Regions from separate parts of the Macaca mulatta genome. Here region 1 is linked to region 2. The links are chromatin contacts, called in public Hi-C maps. All regions are on one chromosome and are shown on one strand. Each heading gives the region's core, a stretch centred on a gene start, on an enhancer-like site or on the middle of the called end of the contact. The rest is flanking DNA. Distances are from core to core; before and after follow the strand shown. Region 1 holds the start of CHCHD5 (coiled-coil-helix-coiled-coil-helix domain containing 5). Region 2 holds the start of ZC3H8 (zinc finger CCCH-type containing 8).

What was found. A called contact is a pair of places that touch in the nucleus more often than the background predicts.
Region 1: a contact with region 2 is called in a Hi-C map of fetal cortex germinal zone, with 4 times the contacts expected there. The contact joins the promoter of CHCHD5 here to the promoter of ZC3H8 in region 2. A contact is called at or near these places in 6 of 14 Hi-C or Micro-C datasets (CD4 T cells, blood, cortical neurons and 3 more).

What each region holds. Positions count from the first base shown.
Region 1 is chr13:22,664,919-22,669,878 of T2T-MMU8v2.0, reverse strand. CHCHD5 (coiled-coil-helix-coiled-coil-helix domain containing 5) reads right to left here and starts at 3,402. Exons shown (of 4, transcript XM_001088583.5): 1 at 3,357-3,402; 2 at 1,891-2,031; 3 at 1,640-1,805. The coding sequence starts at 3,358. LOC106993133 (a long non-coding RNA gene) reads left to right here and starts at 3,174. Exons shown (of 2, transcript XR_001439286.3): 1 at 3,174-3,304; 2 at 3,492-4,960.
Region 2 is chr13:22,389,897-22,394,352 of T2T-MMU8v2.0, reverse strand. It overlaps ZC3H8 (zinc finger CCCH-type containing 8), which reads left to right and starts at 2,151. Exons shown (of 10, transcript XR_013402646.1): 1 at 2,151-2,332.

The DNA of each region.
Region 1 (4,960 bases), core at 2,153-4,652, 270 kb before region 2:
GGCCCCAATTCCCATTTTTAAAAGCTCCTTTGGCTGCCAGGGAAGAGAAGACTGTCAGGGCAGGGGTGGCCACAGGGAAAACAGGGAGAGGCTGGTTGCTGGTCCAGGGAGGGAAGCCGCAAATGGCTCTAAGATAGGAGGATGGAGTCTTCACTGTTCATATGCCCAAAAAAGCTTGAGAGAGAGAAATGTCCCCAACAGCTGACTGAGAACAGTATGTGATCGTTAGGTAATGTTTTCTGAGAAGTAAGTTTCTTCCGGCTCTCAGGAATCGTAGTTTCTGCCCTTGGGGTCTGAACTCATCACTTATCCCTGCCTTACAAAAATAATTAACGCCTATAGGGCCTGGTAAGAAGGGCATCGCCCCAATCTTCAGCCAACAGCTCCCCTGACACAGGCATAGGATATGAGCCTTGATGGAGGGGCACAGGGACCTTGGGAACTTGAAGACAGGGGAGGGGAGTGGGTGGGACATCAGGGAGGTTTTCTGAGAGAGGTGCCATCTAAGCTGGAATAGGAATTAGCCAGGAGATGGATTAGGAAGGGCAGTCCCGGCAGAAGGAAACAGCTGGACAAAAGCAGCAGAGATGTGCACTTGAGTAACTGCATGTTCACTGGGGCTGGAACATAGAGCTTAAGGGGGAAAGTGGGAAGAGGTGGGACCATGGGTTGCAGGGACTGCATCCCACAGGGCCCTGTGGGCTGTGCTGGCATTAAGACTTGGGTTGGTGGAAGTGAGAACCATGGAAAGGTTTGTAAGTAGAAGCAGAACATGGTTAGATTTCCTCTGAGATCAGTCTAGGATGATCACCAAGAACGATTGGAAGGTCAAGATGAAGCATGGGGCCCAGGAGAAGGATGGCCTGGTGGTCCAAGAGAGATGACAGGGCTGCAGGGGCAGAGAGAAGGCCCCAGGAGAGGGTGCTCAGAGGGGCTGGGGAAAGATGTGACTTTCACCTTTGGAGCTCACAGTCCAGTCAGGAGGGCAGTAAACATCTAAAAGAGCATTTTTCAACGTTTTCCCATTACCGCCTCTCCTCAAGGAGTCATTTTAGACTTTTGTTGTAATTGCCCAACCATGAAACTTACATATCACAGATACACTGTATATCTGGCTTACATATTAGATACATTTAAAAGAGTGAGCTTTTTTTGGCCACCTCAGCCCAGCCCCTCTCCAGTTGCAGATGAAAAGTAGTGGGAGAGAGAGGGTGAGGGAGGAGGTGGATGAAGTCAGCCTAGGGAAGAACACAGAGAACCTAGCAAGGACCTGGAATTTTATTCTCAATGTGACGCAAAGCCACTGGAGAGATTTAAGCATAGGTGTAATGAGACCAAATTTCAGTCCTAACATGCTCACCCAGGCCGCTTTATGGAGGCAAGAAAAGAGGAAGGAAGGGAGACCAGGGAGAAGGCTGGGGCAGGTATCCTGGAGGGGGAGGGTGTGGGTGGTGGTGGATTAAAGCAGGGGCTATATGGGGCAAGAAGTGATGATGTTCTGGATTCTGGATGCATGGCAAAGGCCTGTGTGGTGGTGGGGTGGGGCTGAGGATGACTCCTAAGTCTTTACCCTGAACAATCAGAAGGATGAAGGGCATGTTGTGGAGAAAAGAGATGAACTGAGATGAGCCCCTCTTACCTCCACAGTTGTAGGTGAACGTGGTGGCTGCACCTTCTCAGCGCACTGCAGGAAGCGGCGCATATGCTCCGCACAGTTGCCCACAGCTGCCTCGTTCTGTCGAAGACATTCCTCGAAGGCCTCAAAAGGCTGAGCACAGGCCTGGCGGATCTGGCGGATGATTGGGCTGTGGGGGTAGGGCAGTTCAGCCTCTGGGAGATTCCCACCCCACTGCCCACCCCCCACACTGTCTCATACTTGCCGACACTCACTGGGAGGATGTGCATTGGGCAATGCTCATCTTAAGGTAGTGACAGTCCCGCTGCCAGGATTCCGGCTTGGCCGCCACACACTGGCCATACTGCTCCAACTCCCGGCCACAGTAGCGAGCGGTGACCTCCAGAGCTGCCTGCCTGTGGGACAGGATGGGCTGAGGATCATTCCAGGCAGCAGGGAAGCAAGGGAATCTTTATTTTATTTTATTTTTTAGAGACAGGGTCTCACTGTGGCCCAGGCTGGAGTGCAGTGGCATGATCATAGCTCACTGTAGCCACCAACTCCTGGATTCAAGTGATCTTCCTGCCTCAACCTCCTAAGTAGCTGGGACCACAGGCATGAGCCACCATGCCCAGCTAATTTTTTATGTTTTGTAGAAACAGGGTCTTGCTATGTTGCCCAGGCTGGTATTGAACCCCTCAGCTCAAGTGATCCTCCCGCTTAGACCTCCCAAAGTGCTAGGATTACAGGCATGAGCTATGGTGCTTGGCAAAGAAAGGGAATTCTGGTCTGGATCTGAAGTAGGACTAGGCGTTCAGGGCAGATGTGGGAGTCTGAAGGATCCTGATATGGGGCCAAAGAAGTGTAGAGGTGAGGCCTAGCCCTGGGGCTTGTAAAGCAGAAGGGGAGCTTCTGGGGAGAGATTGGAGGTTCTAAAACAAGGTCTGATTAATCTAAGGTAGGCCTTCTGGGTCCTAGAAGACAGGCCTTGAAATCCAGGCATCCCCCAGTAGGCCTGAGGATCATGCAGAGAAGACTTACGGACTTAGAAGTAAGATCTAGAATTCCAGGGAGAGAGCTTGAAAGCCCTAAATGGGTTTGGGGATTCTAAAAGTGAGGTTTAGAGGTCCAGGAGGTGAGGTCTCAGGTCCTGGGGAAGAGTGTCTTAGCCAAAGAGTCTTCAAGATGAAACCTGAGGCCGTGGTGCGGGACTCAAGTCCCAGGGGCATGAGGTCTGGAAGCCCTGCATGAGGTTGGTGCTCTGGGAATCCCGGGCAAGGTCAGAGTGGTCTAGGAACAAGTCTATGGACCCTATAGGTGAGGACTGGGGTCCTGGGCAGATGTGGAAGGTTCAATAGGTAAAGTTTGGTGATCGAGGGGGAGGAATCTGGAGCTCTGAGGACGGGTGTAGGAGTCCTAGAGGTCCCTAAATAGGTCTGTAGTCTTAGGATTTCGGTGTGAACGGCCGGACCAGGGGTACTGGGGGCAGAGCTTGGGTGAATAGTGACTGGACCGAAGTCCTAAGCTGCTGCGAGAGGGGGCGGGGCCTAAACGCTTAGAGGGCGGGGCTTGGGCATGCGGAGGGTTGTAACTCGTGAGGGAAGGCGCTGAATCCTGAGGGTCAGATCTCCAAGAAGGAGGGAGGCTGGTCCTAATTCCGGAGGTCCTAGACTAGGTCTAGATCACTGGGTAAGAGAAGGGGAGCGGCCGCACGTATACGGTAGGCGCTCTCACTACTCACATCTCGAGACTTTTGCCGGCGTAGGTCTGTCCGGGGGGAACGACCCGCCTTTTCCGGTATCGGTTGTCATGGCGGCGCCCAGCCCAGCCTGTTTTTTTCCGGTAGTCAATTGAACTAACAACCGGTTCCCTTTAGGACTAATCTGTCATGGCGGCGCCCCACCTCTTCTTCCGGTCCCGACTCGTCATGGCGACGCCCTGAGTAGCCACTTCCGCCCTCTTCTGGCTAGATTTATCCCTATTTCCGGCTTGCCATGGCAGCGCCCGGGGTTCAACGGAAGTAAGCGATGGAAAGTACGGTGGTGCCTCCGCTCCAAAGAGAATTCGCCGCTGAGCTGCGCCGCACCTCACGGGATTGAGCCGCAGACACAAGCGCTCCAAATCTCCGACTGGAGCTGGTGGGAAGCGGCTGCTGTTGCTGCGGCGTCTCAACATGTTGTTCCCAGTTTGGTTGGGTGCTATGGCGGTAGGCTGTTGGACTCAGGGATAGGAGGCCTGATTCCTAACGCCACGCTGCCACCATCGGCCTGGCGCAGAATCTGATAGTCCTCCTGGCACCCTGGTTCATGCGAGCGCTTGGAACAGAAGGGAAGAGGGAGTCAAACCAAGAGCCGAACTAATTCGGCTTGGGCCTCGTATTTACTCAGCCTGGGTGACCCAGGCGTTCCTCCATCCCTTAGTGTAGGCCAGGACAGACATGGTGTTTAATCCCGACTCCGTGAGACTATCAAGCCAGTTGCTTCCTCTCTTTGTAATTAATTCCTCCTAGTGTAGTAACATTTCCCCCTTCCTTCTCATCTGTCTTAAAAGTGTGAGGTTAGACATGGGCGTGAGTTTCCCCACTTAAAAGACTGGATATCCCCTGGTCAGAGAACTGAGCATCAGTCCTGCCATTTAGTTTGCAGATCTTTCAAGACTCTAGTCAAAATGAGCAGAACACTTTGCAGTTAATCATAGAGTTGAAGATGAACGAGAAGATGAACGAGAGCTACTTGACTGTGAACTAGTAACGACCACTTGGAGTCTCAGTGTGTCTGTAAAATGATGATGATGACAGTGACCTCATAGAGGACACAGTGCAAGTGAACAGTTTGATACTGAGCTTGGAGCCTCAGGTGTTCTGGATAAGTGAGAGCTCTACGGGAGGCTGTAACCATGAGCTACCCTGGTTGGCAGTTGACCTCCGAGGACCAGCACTGGTCATCTGAATCTGCCATAGGCACAGAAAGCTTTACACCTTGAGATCCCTCCATTCTTTTTAAACTTCCAAGTGTATGTTTGGTGGGAGAAGAGGGGAGGGGATCAACATTTAAAGGCTCTGGAAGGAGTCAGATAACTGTTTTTGGCTTCAAATGTAGACTGAATCCCTAGATTTTCCTCTACTGGGAGAACGAAATCTTAACCCACCCCGTTCCCTTGTTAGTACTCAGAAACGAATACCCCAAAGATGCATTTTGACATGCTGAAAGGCCTTAGAAGCTACCTCAGAAGAGCTGTCTAACCTTTCTTGTTGGTGTGTGGGGGTGGGGATGCCCACAGGTACACAGGGAGGGAGTTTCTGAAATTTTCTTATCTGACCACGAAAGCAAAAAAGAAGTTCAATTG
Region 2 (4,456 bases), core at 902-3,401:
TCTCCCCAGTTCCTCTATGACATTTTTTATAGTTTCTTTTTTATTAGTTAGATATTACCATATAGTAAACTACTTAAAAACTTAGTGACTTAAAACAGGAACCATTTATTTAGCTCACAATTAATGTGGGTTAGTAATTTGGACTGGGATCATCTGAGAGTCTTCGGTTCTCTGCAGGACTTCATCATGTGTGTGCTCAGCTGTATGCTGCCTAGGAGGCTTTGCTTTTAGGGTTTTGCTAGCTGTTGACTGGGTGTTTTCGCTCTCCTCCATTTGCCTTATCTTCCACATGTCTCTCCCTTATCGTCAGCAGGGTAGCCTGAACTTATTGTCCTGAAGAAAGCAGGCATAGAAGAGAGAGCAGACACATACAAAGCCCCTTGGGGCCTTGGCTTGGTATTGGCAGGCCACTTCTGCATTCTACTAGCTAAAACAAGCTGTTCTATGAGGCAAAGTCAACTTAGATTAAAGAGGAGGTGAAACCGATCCTACCTCTTTGTGGGAGGAGCTGCAAAGTCACACCGCAAAGGACATGGATACGGGAAAAGTTGGAGAATTTGGGGCCATTTTTGGCATCAATCTAACACAAACATATGTAGCCTTTTATATAGTCTTTGTCTGAAAATGCTAGTGTCTGATGCCTTTGCAGGTCAGATGTTTTAGCTGCTTTTTACCTGCTAATCGAATTTTCATTTGTGTCTGGTTATCTTTTGCTGTATGCTGGACATTTTATATAAAAAAATGTGTATAGTAACCATTTGAGTTCTATAATAGTGCTTCCTGCTAAAGAGGGAGTAATTCTAGTTTTCATTTCCTTAATTCATTTTTTCCTCTCCATTTTTAGTAATGATTCATGTTCCATAGGTGATTGCCTATAACATAAACAACACGGGAAAGTAGAATTTCCCCAGGGAAGATGTCTGGCTTCATATAGTTCCCTTCACTAATTGGTAGAGGGATCCTGACTCATGCCAAGAATCAGTTCCTTCACTTACAGAAGCAAGTCAGGTTCTCTATCATTGGCCCAAACTAGGGTTTGCGCCTTCCTTTCTACTATTGCCTTAAATGGTATTACACTGAGCAAAACTGAGCAATTCCCCGTTCTGCAACAGCATGCTCTGTTTTCCTGCCTTAATACAATTCTCTCTACTTGGAATGCCCATTTACTCTTAACTTCATCTTTTCCTATGGAAATATCTCAAGACCCAGCCCAAATACTCCCTTCTCAAGAAGCCTTCCCAACTGGATGCAATTTTTTCCCTCTTCTGAATCCTCTTAGTATTTGATACTTTTTAATGGACTTTTCGGTCTTGAGGTTACTTGTGTATTCATTTTAATCCCATTCAATTGTAGAGACCCTACAAGTTACATTACCAGACTACATATCTGCTTATTCATTTCAAAAATGTGGATGGTAATAGAACATCTTTTACAGGGCTGTTGTGAGGATTAAGTTAGCTAACATATGAAACGCTATTTCTAAGGAATAGTAGTGGAGTGCTCAGATCAATGTTAGCTGTTACTACCATCCCTTAGAAATACTGTGATTTTGATGGAACAGTTTTCACCAAGGTGAAAGCAGAATCCTAACAAATCCTTTTAAAAATTCTGGGCTGGGGCCGGTCGGGGTGGCTCACGCCTGTAATCCGAGCACTTTGGAAGGCCGGGGCGGGCGGATCACAAGGTCAAGAAATCGAGACCATCCTGGCCAACATGGTGAAACTCCGTCTCTACTAAAAATATGACCAACATGGCGAAACCCCGTCTCTACTAAAAATACAAAAATTAGCCGGGCGTGGTAGCATGCACCTGTAATTCCAGCTACTCAGGAGGCTGAGGCTGGAGACTTGCTTGAACCCGGGAGGCGGAGGTTGCAGTGAGCCGAGATCATGCCACTGCGCTCCAGCCCGGACGACAGAGCTAGACTCTGTCTCAAAATAGATAAATAAATAAATAATAAATTAAGTAATTTAATTAAATTAAAGTCTACTATCTGAGGTAATAGACGAAAAAGCCTACGGAAGGGCAACAACGGCGGCGCCTGCGCAGAGCCGAGGCGAAGGTGGCAGGGAAGGAGCGGGCTTGCCCAGAGTCGCGGAGGGCGGCTCGGCGCATGTGCGGGGTGGGTGGGGCTGCGCGGGGCGGAGCCTGTGGCCCTGGTGCGGCTCTGGGTCCGTCCTGTCGCGTCCCAGTTGTCACTCTCTCGGGTTGTTACTCTGTAGTTTCCCGGCTCGCGAAAGGGAGGACCTGTCTGGGTCATGGATTTTGAGAATCTTTTCTCAAAACCCCCCAACCCGGCCCTCGGCAAAACGGCCACGGACTCTGACGAAAGGTGATCCCCCATCTTTTCATCCTTTGAATGCAGGGGCTCAGCGGGACTCCGCCTCTTAGTTTCTTCAGGATTGGAGGCCGTCCGGAACCACGTCCGGGCCGCGTCGGGAGAGCCCGTGGGGAGCACGTGGGCCGGCCGGACGCCACCGTCTGACCTATAGAGGTCGTGCAGGGTCCGGGTGGGAGCAGAAGCTGAACACGGGGCTCAGGCGTAGGCCGCCACGGCCGGGGCTGCCGAGAGCCTGGGCGGGGGAGCGGGGTGGAAGCGAGAAGGCTCCGGGATGCGCCCCTTTCTCTGCACAGCAGCGGGTTAGGAGCCCGCTTCTGTGGTCCGGTAGCGTCTGTCTTTACTATTGCTTGGTTCCACGAGACCGTAAACTCCCAGAGGACACTGATTGGACCTTTTTCACTGACACATGCTAGGCTCTTTTCTGTAGAAAGGACGAAATCACAAGTTTATTAAAAGGTAAAGAATAGGGAATACTCTGCCATTAGTCCACCGATTGACATGGAAAGACCCTAAAGACCACAATAAAGCAACAGACATCATTTGGACTTAAAATTTCCATTAGGTTGGAAAAGCAAAGGAGACTTTTGGTCAAATGGCCCTAATTTGTAGATTTCATTTTTGGAGCAGTGCATAGTGCTTACACCCAGATAGATGTTCATTCTTTTTATTCTTTGAATTTGAAATGCTAAAAAGTATCTTTGTTCTTAAACCTACGTCTTTTATTTCCCTCAACTGAGATATATTTCCAATTATGGTTGATTTTACCTCTCGATATTGCTCAGCTGTTCACTCTATCTCAAATTTTAACTGATCATCCAGAGCTTTACCTCGTGCTTTACATGAAATCATTTAATCCTCAAAACAAACTTGAAGATGATGCTGTCTTTGTTTTACAAATGGGAAAATGAGGCACGGAGAGGCTAAATAACCTGCCGAGATTGCACAGTGGAAGTGGAAAAACTATGTCCAGGACCCATGATTTTATCACCAAGCTTCTCATGCAAAATGACTAAAATAAAATAAGGCCTATAAATATTGGAAAGAGACAAAGACTCTAATTACTTGCAGATGATATAATTTACTAAGAAAAATAACTGGAACTAATTGATACGTTGTAAAATACATAAGAATTCATCACCAAAAAAAAAAAAAGATAACAACATGTAAAAATCCCAACAGCAGCTATCAGTTTGAAAGTGTATTGGACGAAAATTCTATTCCCAAAAACTTGACTGCAATACATAAAAGACACTTGGAATTTTGCCAAAATGATGGGTGAAGGATGGTATGGAAGTATGGTGAGCTGTCCATATTATTTGCCCATTTTTCTTCTTTTTGGTCTTTTTCAAATTCTAGGATCTCTTATTTGAGAGTACTTTACTCCCAATTGTCATGCCTATGGCATTATTTTTCAAGGTATAAAGGAATGGGGATGTTGTGGTTTTGTTTTATCCAGTCAAATGAATCAGTCTTTTCTCATATGGTTTCTGGTTTTTTTCCTAGTAATTTGTGATGGGAGTACTTCTCATTCATTCAAAAAATCGTATTCAGCACCTGCTATGGCCTTGGGGATATAGCGGTAAATGAACAAGAGATGAAAATTTCTGTACTAATGAATTTACGTTATTAGGGGGAGGGGGAGACAAACAATACATAAATATATCGTATTTAAATACCCTGAGAAAATGAATGAAGGCTAAGGGGAAAATAAGTACTGTTGGGGTGGTAGGGAGGGGGCAGATTTTTTTATTTTTTTATTTTTATTTATTTATTTATTTTTTGAGACGGAGTCTTGCTCTGTCGCCCAGGCTGGAGTGCAGTGGTGCAATCTTAGCTCGCTGTAAGCTCCACCTTTTGCTTTGGCACCATTCTCCTGCCTCAGCCTCCGGAGTAGCCGGGACCACAGGCGCCTGCCACCACACCCGACTAATTTTTTTGTATTAGTAGAGATGTGGTTTCACTGTGTTAGCCAGGATGGTCTCGATCTCCTGACCTCGTGATCCACCCACCTCCGTCTCCCAAAGTGCTGGGGGATTACAGGCGTGAGCCACCGTGCCCGGCCAGGCGGGTGTAGATATTTTAAGAAGGTAGATAAGGAAAGCCTCACTGATAACG